Regions from separate parts of the Ovis aries genome. Here region 2 is linked to region 1. Evidence: chromatin contacts called from public Hi-C data. All regions are on one chromosome and are shown on one strand. Each heading gives the region's core, a stretch centred on a gene start, on an enhancer-like site or on the middle of the called end of the contact. The rest is flanking DNA. Distances are from core to core; before and after follow the strand shown.

What was found. Hi-C and Micro-C count contacts between places; a contact is called where the count stands out from the background.
Region 2: a contact with region 1 is called in a Hi-C map of omental adipose tissue, with 2.0 times the contacts expected there. The contact joins the enhancer-like site here to the promoter of GPCPD1 in region 1. A contact is called at or near these places in 6 of 16 Hi-C or Micro-C datasets (blood, omental adipose tissue and tail adipose tissue).

Annotation. Positions count from the first base shown.
Region 1 is chr13:47,463,853-47,471,046 of ARS-UI_Ramb_v3.0, reverse strand. It overlaps GPCPD1 (glycerophosphocholine phosphodiesterase 1), which reads left to right and starts at 3,429. Exons shown (of 19, transcript XM_012188684.5): 1 at 3,429-3,578.
Region 2 is chr13:47,623,990-47,631,183 of ARS-UI_Ramb_v3.0, reverse strand. All of the region lies in intron 3 of SHLD1 (shieldin complex subunit 1), which reads right to left. Among named protein-coding and RNA genes, the nearest start is that of SHLD1, 22 kb to the right of the region's middle. Within about 2 kb of position 4,178, at least 22 of the 54 cell types and tissues checked have an H3K27ac peak or open chromatin away from gene starts, as enhancers often do.

The DNA.
Region 1 (7,194 bases), core at 2,180-4,679:
CAGAAAATGAAGATCATGGCATCTGGTCCCATCACTTCATGGGAAATAGATGGGGAAACAGTGGAAACAGTGTCAGTTTTTATTTGGGGGGGCTCCAAAATCACTGCAGATGGTGAGTGCAGCCACGAAATTAAAAGACACTTACTCCTTGGAAGAAAAGTTATGACCAACCTAGATAGATATTCAAAAGCAGACACATTACTTTGCCGACTAAGGTCCGTCTAGTTAAGCCTATGGTTTTTCCTGTGGTCATGTATGGATGTGAGAGTTGGACTGTGAAGAATGCTGAGCACCGAAGAATTGGTGCACTTGAACTGTGGTGTTGGAGAAGACTCTTGAGAGTCCCTTGGACTGCAAGGAGATCCAACCAGTCCATTCTGAAGGAGGTCAACCCTGGGATTTCTTTGGAAGGAATGATGCTAAAGCTGAAGCTCCAGTACTTTGGCCAGCTCATGCGAAGAGTTGACTCACTGGAAAAGACTCTGATGCTGGGAGGGACTGGGGGCAGGAGGAGAAGGGGACGACCGAGGATGAGATGGCTGGATAGCATCACGGACTCAATGGACGTGAGTCTGAGTGAACTCCGGGAGTTGGTGATGGACAGGGAGGCCTGGCGTGCTGCGATTCATGGGGTCGCGAAGAGTCGGACACGACTGAGCGACTGAACTGAACTGAACATGGAGTCAGAACTGGGTTCCTTCGTGCAACACCTCTACAAAATATAAGAAAGAAAGGAAATTGGCTTAATCGTTTTGTCCAGAAAGAAAGCCTCATAATTCATCAATTTGAAGACATCTCCCTGGTGGCCCAGTGGCTAAGACTGTGCACTCCCAGTGCAGGGGGCCTGGGTTCAATCCCCCCTCAGGCAACCAGATTCCACCCCCATGATGCAACTGAAGATCCCTAGTACCACAGCTAAGACCTGGAGGAAACAAATAAATAAATATATATAAGTTCATCAATTGCAGTAAAAAATTTCCAAAAATTTATATTCAATCACAGATAGTGAGGGGTAGGATTTAAGTTCAACTGTGGGACCTAAGTCTAGAAGATTTTCCACCAATGCTACTACCATCATTAATACATGAAAGACAAAGAGAGATCATGCAGCTGATTTTGGACAAATGAGTAAATATGTTTCATTATTTAATCAAATAAGATAACATTAAATATTTTAAATGAGATAAGATCCAAGTTAATCTCATTAAACATTTCTTGCAAAAGTTATAACATTCCACAGAAGTAGGAGGAAGGAATGTATTGTTTATATTTTACTCTAATATAGCAATCATAACAAGGCATATATAATTTAAAATATGTTGAATTATTATAAGAATTTTAAGCAAGGCTGTGTAAAGTGGGGCAGCTCCAGGAGTCCCTGCTTTCCCTTTGCAGGTCCACGTTTCTCTGTTCTCAGTTTTTCAATTATCCAATGCTGCTGGCTTGTTTTAAATTTAGAAATTCCTCAATTTCTGGCCCACTGATGGTGATTTTAAAATATGTATAATTCTTCTGTGATTTCAATAGGATTTAGGGAAAGAGCATGGTTTCGATCCATCAATTTGAACTATAAACGTTAGGCTTGATTAAATGGTGATTACAGTAAAAAAAAAAAAAGATCTAGTATAAACATTTAAAAAAAGCAAACATATGAAAGAAATTCATCACTAAAGTATGACTAACAGCAGAAGAATGAAATGAACTCTAAGGTATTAGGAAATGTTAACAGCTGACTTTAGCAGATGATAGTACATAATTAAGAGGAAATCTTAATTCCTTATGAAAATTGTGATTAAAACTAGTGACAGCAAGAAACCATTGCATCCTGTATCTTGCACTAAGCAGGCACTTAGTAATTATTTATTAACTGAATAGACAACAGTCAAAAATGCTCTGGGAGCTAATCCAAGATCAAATATAAAATTCAGTCACCCGATATATAAAATTTTATTTTATTAACAAATATATCTATTTATAAAGTCTTACTTGTAAAGCTAGGAGCTGTCTAAAAGCTAGAGCGCCTCTAACCCAAATGTCTTTTCGATAGGACCATTCTAACCAATTTGCAGCTGGAGCTAGCTCTTGAGTCCTTTTTCCGTATCTTAAGATATTTTCGATATCTTACTCGATTTTTAAAATATAATTACAAATATATTATATTGCTATAGAACTATGAAATTTTCGAGTTGGAATCTCACTCGTTTTAAATGAAATCTGATAACAATTTTCTATTACAGGTAAACTAGCAGTTAACCTTGAAGGCTGGAAAGCAACAGTTTAAGTTGGCTGATTAATTTTTCCTGGAACCATCGAAGTGAAAGTGAAGTCACTCAATCTTGTCTGACTCTTCGCGATTCCATGGACTGTAGCTTATCAGGCTCCTCTGTCCATGGGATTTTACAGGCAATAGTACTGGAGTGGATTGCCATTTCCTTGTCCAGGGGATCTTCCCGACCCAGAGATCGAACCCGTGTTCCCCACATTGTGGACAGACGCTTAACCGTCTGAGCCACCAGGGAAGTCCCTCAAAGGAGCTATCAAAGGAGAGAGTAAATCTTTCTAGCTTCAAGCTTTATTTTACATAGGAATAACCTGGGTCTTGTTACATGCAATTCATGCCGATTGACGTTGTTGTTGCTGAGTCGCTAAATTGTGTCTCACTCTTTTGCAGATACCATAGACTGTAAAAATGCGAGGCTCCTCCGTCTATGAGATTTCCCAGACAATTCTGGAGTTGTCATTTCCTTCTCCAGGGGATCTTCCCAACTCAGGGATCGAACCCCTTTTCTTGCCGTCTTCTGTATCGGCAGGCAGAATTCTTTATCACTGCACCTGGGAAGCCCTTAAAAGCAATTGGAATAGGCAGGTCTGATAGGGTCTCCAGAGGGCAACTGTGATAATAACCACCAGGTGATACTTGAGTATGAATCCCGTCCTTTACATAAGGAAGGGAAAAACTCTCAACAATCTTAGGTTTGTCAATTCTTCTTAACCCTAAAGATTTGGTCCAAGTGCGCTTTTCATTTTGTAACGAAATAGTTTCCACAGAACGTTAATCTTGTTAATCCCCCCCGCTTTTCAATGGGACAAAAGACGCAATTCAGGATCTCAGCTCCACCTTCCATTCTAGTTTGTCCTAGGACGGCTTAGGGGACCAAGGTAGGTGTCTAAGAACCCAGGTCAGGCCTCTGCCGCTGGACCCAGTCAGCCGAAAAATTTTCGCCCACGCCGGAGACCCCTGGAATGCCCAGTAGCCCTCAGTCACTGATGCCTGCCCTTACCAGGACCGCGCGGGCCCGCCCCCAACGCTCGGCCATCCATTGGCATGGAGGGCGCCGGGCGTGACGTCAGGCTCCGCCTCGCCGCTTCTCAGGCCCCGCCCCTCGAGGTGGCCTGGCGGTTTGGTCTGGAGCAGCTGAAACCGGTTTGAGCGGAGCCGCTTCCTGTAGCTTGGTGCCGCTGCGGGCTGCCTGAGGGAGTGCTGGCGAGGTGCTGACGGCCGGTACCCAGCACCTGGGCCTGCGACACTGACTGTCGGGCGCGGCGTCGGTGGTGGCGCTGACCCGTGGACCCAGCAGGTGAGCTGGGAGGCCGGGCGGGCTGGGCGCTCGGTGCGGGGGCCTTGGCGGTTGCTCACGTTGCGGCCGAGCTGTCAGGGCTGCGCGGCGGGGCGGGGGGCGAGTTGTGGGCAGGATCCCTCACCCTGGACTGGCAGCCGGTCGGGGAACGGCGGCCTGGAGGTTTGCTCCTGTAAATCGGTGGGTTACACATGTTTACAGTATTTATCGTTTGCTGCGGCGATTACGCTCTGCTGCCTAATGCTTAGTTCCCGTACGAAAATTCTGTAGCGTTTTCGGTGATACCAGAATGCATAGAGCGTGAGACCACCTAAGTGTTGGAAGAACCATTTAGGGAGCGAAGAGACGTAAATGCCGCAGAACTCGCTCACCGCCACTCTCTGACTTCACCCATAAGTAATTCGTAGTGTTTTGACAACTGCTGTTTTTCTGAAATTGCTTATCCAAGTAGTCTAGGGCGTGCTTGTATAATTCAGTTATTCCAAGAAACCGAAGTGCCTTACTTTTTTAGGAAAAGGTTCCAGTAATAGACATCAGTGCCCTTGATACAATTTTAAGACAGCTGCCCCTTTTTCTAAAGCTCTACTTTTTCCAAGCTCTTCAGATTACCTTGTGGTAGAAAACCTAGTTCATCGACCCCCCTCTTTCCCACTTCCCGGGTTATAAAGGAAATCAGGCATGAATCATGAATTCAGTAACGAAGTGTGGCGATCTTTCACCATTGAGACAGCGGTCTAGTCTGATGTAACACATAGAGGAACTGGCTGGATGTTTGGGCTTGATGTTTTCTTCACACTTTTCTGTTGCCCTTCCTATTTCTGCCCAATTTCTATCCACTACTCCCCTCCCGCCCCTTCTCCGCCCCTCCTCGCGCCCCCCCCCCCCAACCCCTGCCCCATGTCTTGCTACATTTCTGACAGTTGTGACTTAGCTGAGAAATAAATACAAGCTATCAGTCATTTTCACAACGCCTAACATTCTGGGTACAAGTAAGTAACATAAGGTAAAACAAACAGGTAAAACTGCACGTGGTTCGGTCCGATCTTGGCATCACTAGCGAGAACTGATATTCTAGACAAGATGAGATTAGGAAAGTTCGACTCAAATAATGACCACAAAGGATGTTTCAGTGGCAGAGTGACTAAAATTTGATATGTACAAAGTAAGTTGATGAATCAAATCTTTGTGTATAACTTAACCAGGAAAAGTAAATGTATATGAAAATAATATCTAGATGAGATGAAAAAAAATTTGGAATGGTTTTCTGGCATTGTGTAGAAAGATGATTAACGAGTTTACTGGCTTAATGAAATCTTCAGAACTGCTTTCTTAATAAAAACCCAGCATGTCTGTGCTCAGTCTGTCTGACTCTTTGCAACCCTGTGGACTGTAGCCCACCAGGCTCCTCTGTCCATGGGATTCTCCAGGCAAGAATACTGGAGTGGCTTGCCATTTCCTTCTCCAAGGGATCTTCCCAACACAGGGATCGAACCCAGGTCTCCCGCATTGCAGGCAGACGCTTTAACCTCTGAGCCACCAGGGAAGCCCTCATGTCTATGTACACTTGATTAAAGTATTGACTCAGTATACTGGGGTTGGACTAGAGGGATCATAATGATCCTCCACCAGGATGAGCAGAAGTTAGCTCAGGAAAGTATAGGCATTTATATATTGCTTTCTAATATGCATTTAGGAGGCAAAGCTGTTGGAGCCTAGAGAATTGGAAACTGCTTTTTTCTTTGAAAAAATATTTGAAGGAAAACAGTGAAATATGTCTTTTTGGCTAGGAAAAAAATCCATTTTTGCTGAAAATTCTGTGACTTCAGTTTAGTTCTAAATTGTACCTCTGTTTGTTTAAATCTTTCTTTTGTTCCCTAAGCTGGCAAGCCAGTAAAGGAATATGTTAGAACAGTTTATTTGACAAAAAGAATAAAGTAAAACTTACTTTGCCAGGTAATATTTTTGAAGTATTTTTAAAATGTAAATTACAGTGTCATTTTGCAAGTTACTCGAGTCCTTAAAAAAGTGTTAAAATAATGTTAAATGCAACTCAAAGTCTCAGGTGAGAATGCTGTTTAATACTTCAGAAAGCAAAAAATGGAGGTTATGTTTAAAACCAAACCAAAAACATATCTCAGGACGCATGTTTTGTACTTTAGGGTATAGGTGAATTAGTTAAATTACATATACAGTCGGCTCGTGTATATAAAATGACTAGCATTTTCCATCTTATTCTTGCATGTATCTAGAAGATCTGTCCCTGTTCAAGTTGAGATTTCCTTTGCCTGTTTGGAAGAAGAGGGAATTTTGGTTGTGTAAATTTTTTGTTCCATAACAAAACAGTATTTTACTTTGGTGGTAGCAGGGTGCCAAAATGGTACACTTCAGTACTGCACCAGAATTTTGGCCTCTGTCCACCATCAAGTAAACTGCTGTAGGAGCAGCTCTGCAGGCTTTTATTTGGAATGGTCTTAAATTTGGGCAGTGAGGGGAGTGAAACTTAAACAGATTATATGACTGTTTTGGCAGTCCAAGTTGGAGATGATGCTTTGTTGACACCCAGTGAGGTTTTTTTTTGGAGGAGTGGGGTTAATTTTGTGCTTGTATATTCAGCTTTGGTATATAGTACATAATGTAAACTGCAGCTGTTTCTAGCCAAGTTACAGTAGCCACTCTTACAAGCAACCTTAATAATGAGAGGCTCAACTATAATCAGCTAATGCCCTTTTCATAAATTTAATGCAGTCGAAATTCAGATATTTTTTACTAGGTGTTGATTTTAATACATAGGAATAATTACATCTGTTTCCCTAAAATTGGTTAAAACAATTCCTTAAAATTGATCAACAAATAATCAAGTACCAATTTTTAATTATATACATGAGATTGTTCTTAGTAACTGTGGCAGTAAGCATTGGGTGAAAGTTCAGGTTATATGTTGAGATTGGTTATTCAGCAGTTTGCTGGATGATAGAACTTTTTGCTTTGTCTCCATTCAGTTAACTTAAAAAGCCTAGTTTTTTAGATAGCCTTAAGGTTTCTGCTTGATATGATTGATGTAGATAAATGTAAGAGATAAATTAAAAGTAGATTGCAGTGCTTCAATGAATCATTTATTAGGAAAGGAAATCATCCTATTCTTAGGGTTATACTCATGTTCCTATCAGATGAAGGTTATTTGAGTTCTATATGTTAAATGGCCGGTAACAATCTAGAACTAATTTTAGATTTAAAACATTTTTGTGCTCAAACTGGATGTATTAATATGTTTTAAATAGATCAGGTTTACTCTTAGACATAGAAAGTAGACTAGCATATGTGGTTTGATCAAGGACAGGTTTTTTTCCCCTCCAGTGTGGAATCTTGGGTTTTCTAACTGAATAGAGTTACTAGATAGGGATTTCTTTAGCCAAGTGATGTGAAACCACGTTGACTGATGGTCTTCCTGGTGGCTTAGATGGTAAAGAACCCGCCTGCAATGTGGGAGACCTGGATTCGATCCCTGGTTTGGGAGGATCACCTGGAGAAGGGAAGGGCTACCCACTCCTAGCCTGGAGAATTCCATGGACAGAGGAGCCTGGTGGGCTACAGTCTGGTGTCGCCAAGAGTCCAACAC
Region 2 (7,194 bases), core at 2,929-5,428, 160 kb before region 1:
CTTTAAAGCTCTACCTTAAAGTCAACATGACCCAGATTTGAGTCTCAGTTTAAAGGCAGAGGAACCAGAGATTAAATTGCCAGCACCGCTGGATCATCGAAAAAGCAAGAGAGTTCCAGAAAAACATCTACTTCTGCTTTATTGACTATCCCAAAGCCTTTGACTGTGTGGATCACAAGAAACTGGAAAATTCTGAAAGATGGGAATACCAGACCACCTGACCTGCCTCTTCAGAAATCTGTATGTAGGTCAGGAAGCAACAGTTAGAACTGGACATGGAACAACAGACTGTTTCCAAATAGGAAAAGGAGTACATCAAGGCTGTATATTGTCACCCTGCTTATTTAACTTCTATGCAGAGTACATCATGAGAAACGCTGGGCTGGATGAAGCATAAGCTGGAATCAAGATTGCCGGGAGAAATATCAATAACCTCAGATATGCAGATGACATCACCTTTACGGCAGAAAGTGAGGAAGAACTAAAGAACCTCTTGTTGAAAGTCAAAGAGGAGAGTGAAAAAGTTGGCTTAAAGCTCAACATTCAGAAAACTAAGATCATGGCATCCAGTCCCATCACTTCATGGCAAATAGATGAGGAAACAATGGAAAGAGTGGTGGACTTTATTTTGGGGGGCTCCAAAATCACTGCAGATGGTGATTGCAGCCATGAAATGCTGAGTGCCGAAGAACTGATGCTTTTGAACTGTGTTGGAGAAGACTCTGGGTCCCTTGGACTACAAGGAGATCCAACCAGTCCATCCTAAAGGAGATCAGTCCTGAGTGTTCATTGGAAAGACTGATGTTGAAGCTGAAACTCCAATACTTTGGCCACCTGATGCAAAGAGCTGACTCATCTGAAAAGACCCTGATACTGGGAAAGACTGAAGGCAGGAGAAGAGGATGACAGAGGATAAGATGGTCGAATGGCATCACCGACGCAATGGACATGAGTTTGAGTAAACTCTGGCAGTTGGTGATGGATAGGGAAGCCTGCCGTGCTGCAGTCCATGGGGTCACAAAGAGTCGGATACAACTGAGCAACTGAACTGAACTGAACTTTCCATATTTTGGGGGGTAACATATTAATATGTTACATACTGACCTTTCTATGACTCTGTTTTCTTATGGGTAACACAGAGATCATAACAGTTTCTATTTCTTGGGGTAGTTCTGAGAATCAGAAGGAACCAAGCATGTATAATGCATAGCACAGTGCCTAGAATGCAAGTGTAAATAAATGATAAACTATTGATCTTCCTGTCTCCTTTTAATTGTATACAGTCTTCTCTGTTCTACAAATACATGACGATGAATGCAACTAGTGATAGTGTATGTTCGTTTCCACTGAGTTGTTTCCTCAAACTGTAGGAAGACACAGCTGAGTGACAAGTCATGAATGAACATTCACCTGGAAAAGCCCCTGAAGAGAGCTATGCGTCAGACCATGGGGCCACTTATGTATGGCTGAACTGAAGATATAAATGCAGGATCAAGGCCTGTTTTTTATAACTGTAACTGCAGACAGAGTGCACATAAGTAAACAAATCTCTTCTCCCCTGCAAATGACCTTGACACTCAAAAGTAAAGATGTTGAGAGATGGCACAGATCATAAACAGCATTCTTGAGCCTTAAAAATAATTCTATTAATACTCAATTATCATTTCTACTGACTGTTTAGCATCTACAATTTAGCAAGTTAAAATACAAAACTATATCTTTTTATTTTAAAAAAAGAGAGATAGAAAAGTCAGTTGAAGTAGCTTCTATGAGGGTCACCAAGGAAATAGGAGTTGCCCAGTCACTATGTGACTTTGGGTGACTTTCTTCATTATCCTGGGGTTCAGTTCCCCTTACAGAAAACAAGACAACTAGGGGAGCTTGGTGGGTTTTTTCTTTCTTTATATATATTATTTGGCTCCACTGGGCCTTAGTAGTGGCATGCAGGATCTTCAGTCTTCATTGTGGCATGCAGGATCTTTAGATGCAGCATGTAAACTCTTAGTTGCAGCCTGTGGGATCTAATCCCCTGATCAAAACTGGGCCCCCGACATTGGGAGCTCGGAGTCTTAGCCACTGGACCACCGGGAAGTCCCAAGCTTTGTGATTTTCAAATCTTTTGTTGGTCCTGACATCTTTCTTCCAATGAATGATTATGTGGAAGCTGATACGGATGAGCAGAAGTGGAGAGTCCAGGGGCCCTATAAGCTCACTACTGTCTCCAGTCCTGACCTGTAGCTCTCAAAGGGCTGCCTGGAGCACAGTTTGGGTACTCTGGCTCATAAGCTGTACCACTCTCTAACTCTGTAGGGCTTAATCATGTACACTTATGGTTTATCCTTCACTCTCCGGGCCACGCAATTAGGATACACTGCTGCCTTCCAACAGGGGCAAGAAGTTCAAAACCCATTTAGAACTTGAAAATTAAGCATAGATGGCTGGATCTGCATAACTAAATCCAGGAAGTAGTAACAAATGCAGAGATGCATTGCCATGAAAAATACTCAAACTTTCCAAATAAAACCCATCAACTTGACATGTGATAGGAAGTTTCAGATTTTGCTCTATGACTTCTCAGAGAAAGGGTTCATCAGTCTCCTTCCTTCCCTTCCTGACTGTATCTTAGATCCAATTTAGAGGATGCTGAGCCATTAGCCGCTAGGTTGGGTCCTATCTAATGCAGCTATAGAGAAAATGTCTTTAACATTATATCCATGTCTGAAATATACCAACTCCTGTTTAAAATGATAATACCACATCCAGAATTCTATAATTACTATGTAAATTCTATTTTGAGATTTTAAATTTAAGAGCTTATAATTTCTTATGGAAATAAAATTTGTAAGAATTATAAATGGATTTTGCACACAGGAAAAAGATATCCTTATCTACTCTTAATAAATTCCTTGGATGAAATGCCTAACTACACAGGATATAAAATGGCCTTTGAAGACTGGGATGTTGACAGATTCCAAAAGAAGAATAAGAAGCATCAAACCACTATTTACTTTAAATTTACAGCCACTCGTTAGCAGGGCCTTTAATCATCAAAGACACTATGTTTAATATTCAACTTGCTGTATACACTCAACCAATTTCCCCAGCAACTGCTCTTGGAAGTTCAAGTTGAGTAAAGGACTGAAGTTTCCCACATCCACACTGCAACGTCAAAGCGACAAATGCAGGACGCCTTGCATTAGAACGCACTGTGGGCGCTCTCCAGGACAAAGGTTTGCGAGGGCCCTGATGACACAGGCCACATGAGCTACCCAGAGTTTATCAAGCTAGAGTGGTACACACAAGACTGTCTCCAGGAAGTCTTTGTGACCTTGAGTTTGAGAGGTTTCTCCAAGACTATTTGCCATTAGATTTGGGCTTCCATCCTGTTTACTGTATGCTTTATTTGAGCCCAGTAACAAAAGACAAAGGGAACATGTCTCTAAGAGGCAGGGAGCTCAAGTCCATCAGCTAACTGACAGGTTCAATTCATTAATCTCTGGAGTGGACTGGTGCTGACTAGGGACACAAGAGTACATGCAAGGAAAGTGTAGCTAAGGCACTAAGGCCTGACTTAGCATAGGAACAGGCCTGACAGGAATGGCAGACTTGTGTTAATGAGTAGTTAGACACCAGCAGGGGCCTGTAGTCAGCTGGTTTGTTCCTGCACAGCCTTGCCAGTTGTTAAAATACTGTAATACTGCTGAAGTGAAGTGAAGTGAAGTGAAGTTGCTCAGTCGTGTCCGACTCTTTGCGACCCCATGGACTGTAGCCTATCAGGCTCCTCCATCTGTGGGATTTTCCAGGCAAGAGTGCTGGAGTGGATTGCCATTTCCTTCTCCAGGGAATCTTCCCGATCCAGGAATCGAACCTGGGTCTCCCGCATTGCAGGTAGATGCTTTACCATCTGAGCCACCAGGGAAGCCCCAAGTGGTTGTTAAATATTTTGAACAAATATTGCAGACATCAGATTACACAGTCCTGAAAAGGAGGTACAGAAGCCTTGAGAGGAGCTGGCAGGAAAGTGGACCAGGACATCTCAAGGGGACTTAAATAGAGAGCATGAAGGAAGCAGTATTTCAGGAGGACCTTCTTGACATGTAGATCTTCTGCGTGATCGCCCCAGGAAGTGCAGAGGGAGGGCGTTTTGTAATCCTGTGCCTGGTGGAGGTGACAAGTTGCTGTTTGCTCCCGGCACTTCATAGGAAGTGGCTCATTGGTCACTTCGTGATAGATAATCTCTGTTTATTTAGACAGAGCCTGGCCTCACCTGCCTTAGATACCCAGATGGAACTGACTAATACTCTAATACTAATTTTCCTGACTAATACTTCTTGGAAATCTCAGTCCTTTGCCACCAGCCTCCTGCCCCAGGGCACAGGCAGTGAGATGGCAGCTGGAAGTAAAGAGATAAGGGCAGAGGACTATCCCTTCTGGTTCGCTCCAGCAGGAGCAGTGGGGGTACAAGTCACGGCCCAGGAATGAGGAAGAGTCTTGTGTGAGGTGAGGTGGGAGGAGGGAGAGCAGGGCCTCCTCCAGAACAGGCCCCAGCAAAGGCAGCTGCGCAGGGACACAGGGTCCTTACAGAAGCAGCCAAGCCAGAGCCAGACAAGCACAGCTCACAAGGACAGGGAGCGAGTCGCAGGGTGGGTGCGCCCGATGCAGGTGGCCCTGGTGACTGTAACTGGAAACCTTTGCCCGTTCACCAGTCCCTGGAAGAACAGTTTCCTAACAACACACAGAAATGAAATGCAAACCAAGAATGAAGTCAGCTTGGGAAGTGGATGTGCTGAGGAGCTGTGACAGGATGACCGCCATAAGGACGCTCACAGATACTGGCATGCAGACGGGCCAAGATTCTGACAAACTGTGGGTCCAGAGGTACTGGGCCAACACATGGACCGGAGTCTCCAGAGGGTTGTGGAACCACAACCAGCAAGAACATGCAGTGAAAGGAGGAAACGCCCTCCCTCTGCACTGCCTGGGGAGATCCCCCAGAAGCAATAGCGAATGCACAGCTCAGGTCAGAGCAGACCCCATCGGGCTGGGCACCTGAAGCAGCGGCTCCCCCAGGGGCTGGGGCTGTCCACCCCATGTTCGTGGCCTGGTAACAGCCAGACTACCAGTGACAACCTAAGTTTACTTTGTAGAAAATCTTCTCACAATAGGCAGCTCTGGAATGTTTACAACAAAATAACCAGCTTTCCATGTAAGCATCCCTCAGTGATGTTAGAATGAAGTCCTTCTGTGGGAGATAAACCTGAGCCCCAGTTATTTCCGTACAGCATAAACTATTAGATGCAAGCTGTTAAACAAACAGATGGTTGCCTCTCGTTGGACCGCAGTGTACTGTCCCCCCTTTTCTTGTAGGCAAGATTCCAGCTTCCATGACTTTCCTTGACTTCCAGAGAGCAGATGTGAACTTTCTCAAAGGAGGAACAGCCAAGAAACCACCTGAAGCAAGATTAAAGGGACCAGGGAAGCTCATCCAGGTTAGGAGACCTGAGACACTGCACACACCCTAATCTTGTCAGCAACCAAACACTAAAGTATTGTTATAAAAGAAGCTCAGTCATGTCCCACTCTTTGTGACCCCACTGTAGCCTACCAGGCTCCTCTATCCATGGGGTTTTCCAGGAAAGGGTACTGGAGTGGGTTGCCATTTCCTTCTCCAGGGAATCTTCCCAACTCAGGGATCGAACCGGGGTCTCCCGCATTGTAGGCAAATGCTACATTTACCATCTGAGCCACCAAGCTTTGTTATAAAATGAACTCGCTCAGTCATATCCGAATCTTTGCAACCCCATGGACTGTAGCCTATCAGGTTCCTCCATCCATGGGATTTTCCAGGCAAGAATACTGGAGTGGATTGCCATTTCCTTCTCCAGGAAATCTTCCCAACCCAGGGATTGAACCCAGGTCTCCGGCATTGTAGGCAGATACTTCACTGTTTGAGCCACCAGGGAAGCATAGTTTTTATGCTTTACCATCTCAGCCACCAAGCTTTGTTATAAAACTACACATCAAATCCTCTCAGATTGGGACTCATAGTTTTTGAGGCAGGAGCCTGCTGTGTCCCTCTTTGCCTAGCAAAGCAATAAAGCTTCACTTTTCTACTTAAACCAAAACAGTCTCTAAAGTTTGATTAGGCACTTGTGTACAGACAGGCTAAGTTATTGGCATCAACTTCACCTAATTCAGTGTTGCCTATGACTCCCAACACTCACACTGTCCTCCATAGTCAATCTTCCAAAGTCATCCATAATCAGCCTCAAGCAATGTGTGTGGGGGGAGGGGGGAGGGGAGTGGAGACATTTTATGTTATGATCAACTTCAGTACCAAATCCACAGGGCCTGTCTCATAATGAAATTATAATAATAACAGTTAGCATTTACTTATCCATTTTTTTAAAAAAAACTTTGTTTTTGAGGGTTTTCTTGTTAGTGTGTGCTGTTTTTTTTTTTTTTTTTTTTTTGAGGATTTTTATTTTCAAAACCCGCCATCCTGAAATTTATGTTCTAGTTGGGGGAGACAAATAAACAATAAAATACATAAGGTGCCCAATGGCACTATGGGCTATGGAAAAGAATAAAGCCATAAAGGGAAGAATAAAGAATAAAGGGAAGGATGTAATGAGGAAGCATTGGCAGGAGAGAGGCAAGGATGGACCTCTCTGAAGGGTGAGCTTGGAGGGCGGCAGCCCAGGCCGGTGTGGAGGTGGGTAGGGTGGTATAAGGTAAGGTCAGAGAGGCCAGGCCCAGGACCCAGGGGCATGGCTCCAGGTAAGTCTTGGTTGTTGTTGTTGTAGTGGTTTTAGTCACTAGACCCCATGGACTGTAGCCTGCCAGGCTCCTCCATCCATGGGATTCTCCAGGCAAGAATACTGGAGTGGGTTGCCATTCCCTTCTCCAGGGGATCTTCCCAACCCAGGGATCAAACCCAGGTCTCCTGCACTGCAGGCAGATGCTCAGAGAGTACTCTGAGCTACCAGGGAAGGAGGTCATGTCCAACTCTTTTGCAACCCCATGGACTGTCCCATTAATTGTAGCCACCAGGCTCCCTGGTGGCTTAGACGGTACAGCATCTGCCTACAGTGTGGGAGACCGGGTTCAATCCCTGGGTCGGGAAGATCCCCTGGAGAAGGAAATGGCAACCCACTCCAGTATCCTTGCCTGGAAAATCTCATGGACAGAGAA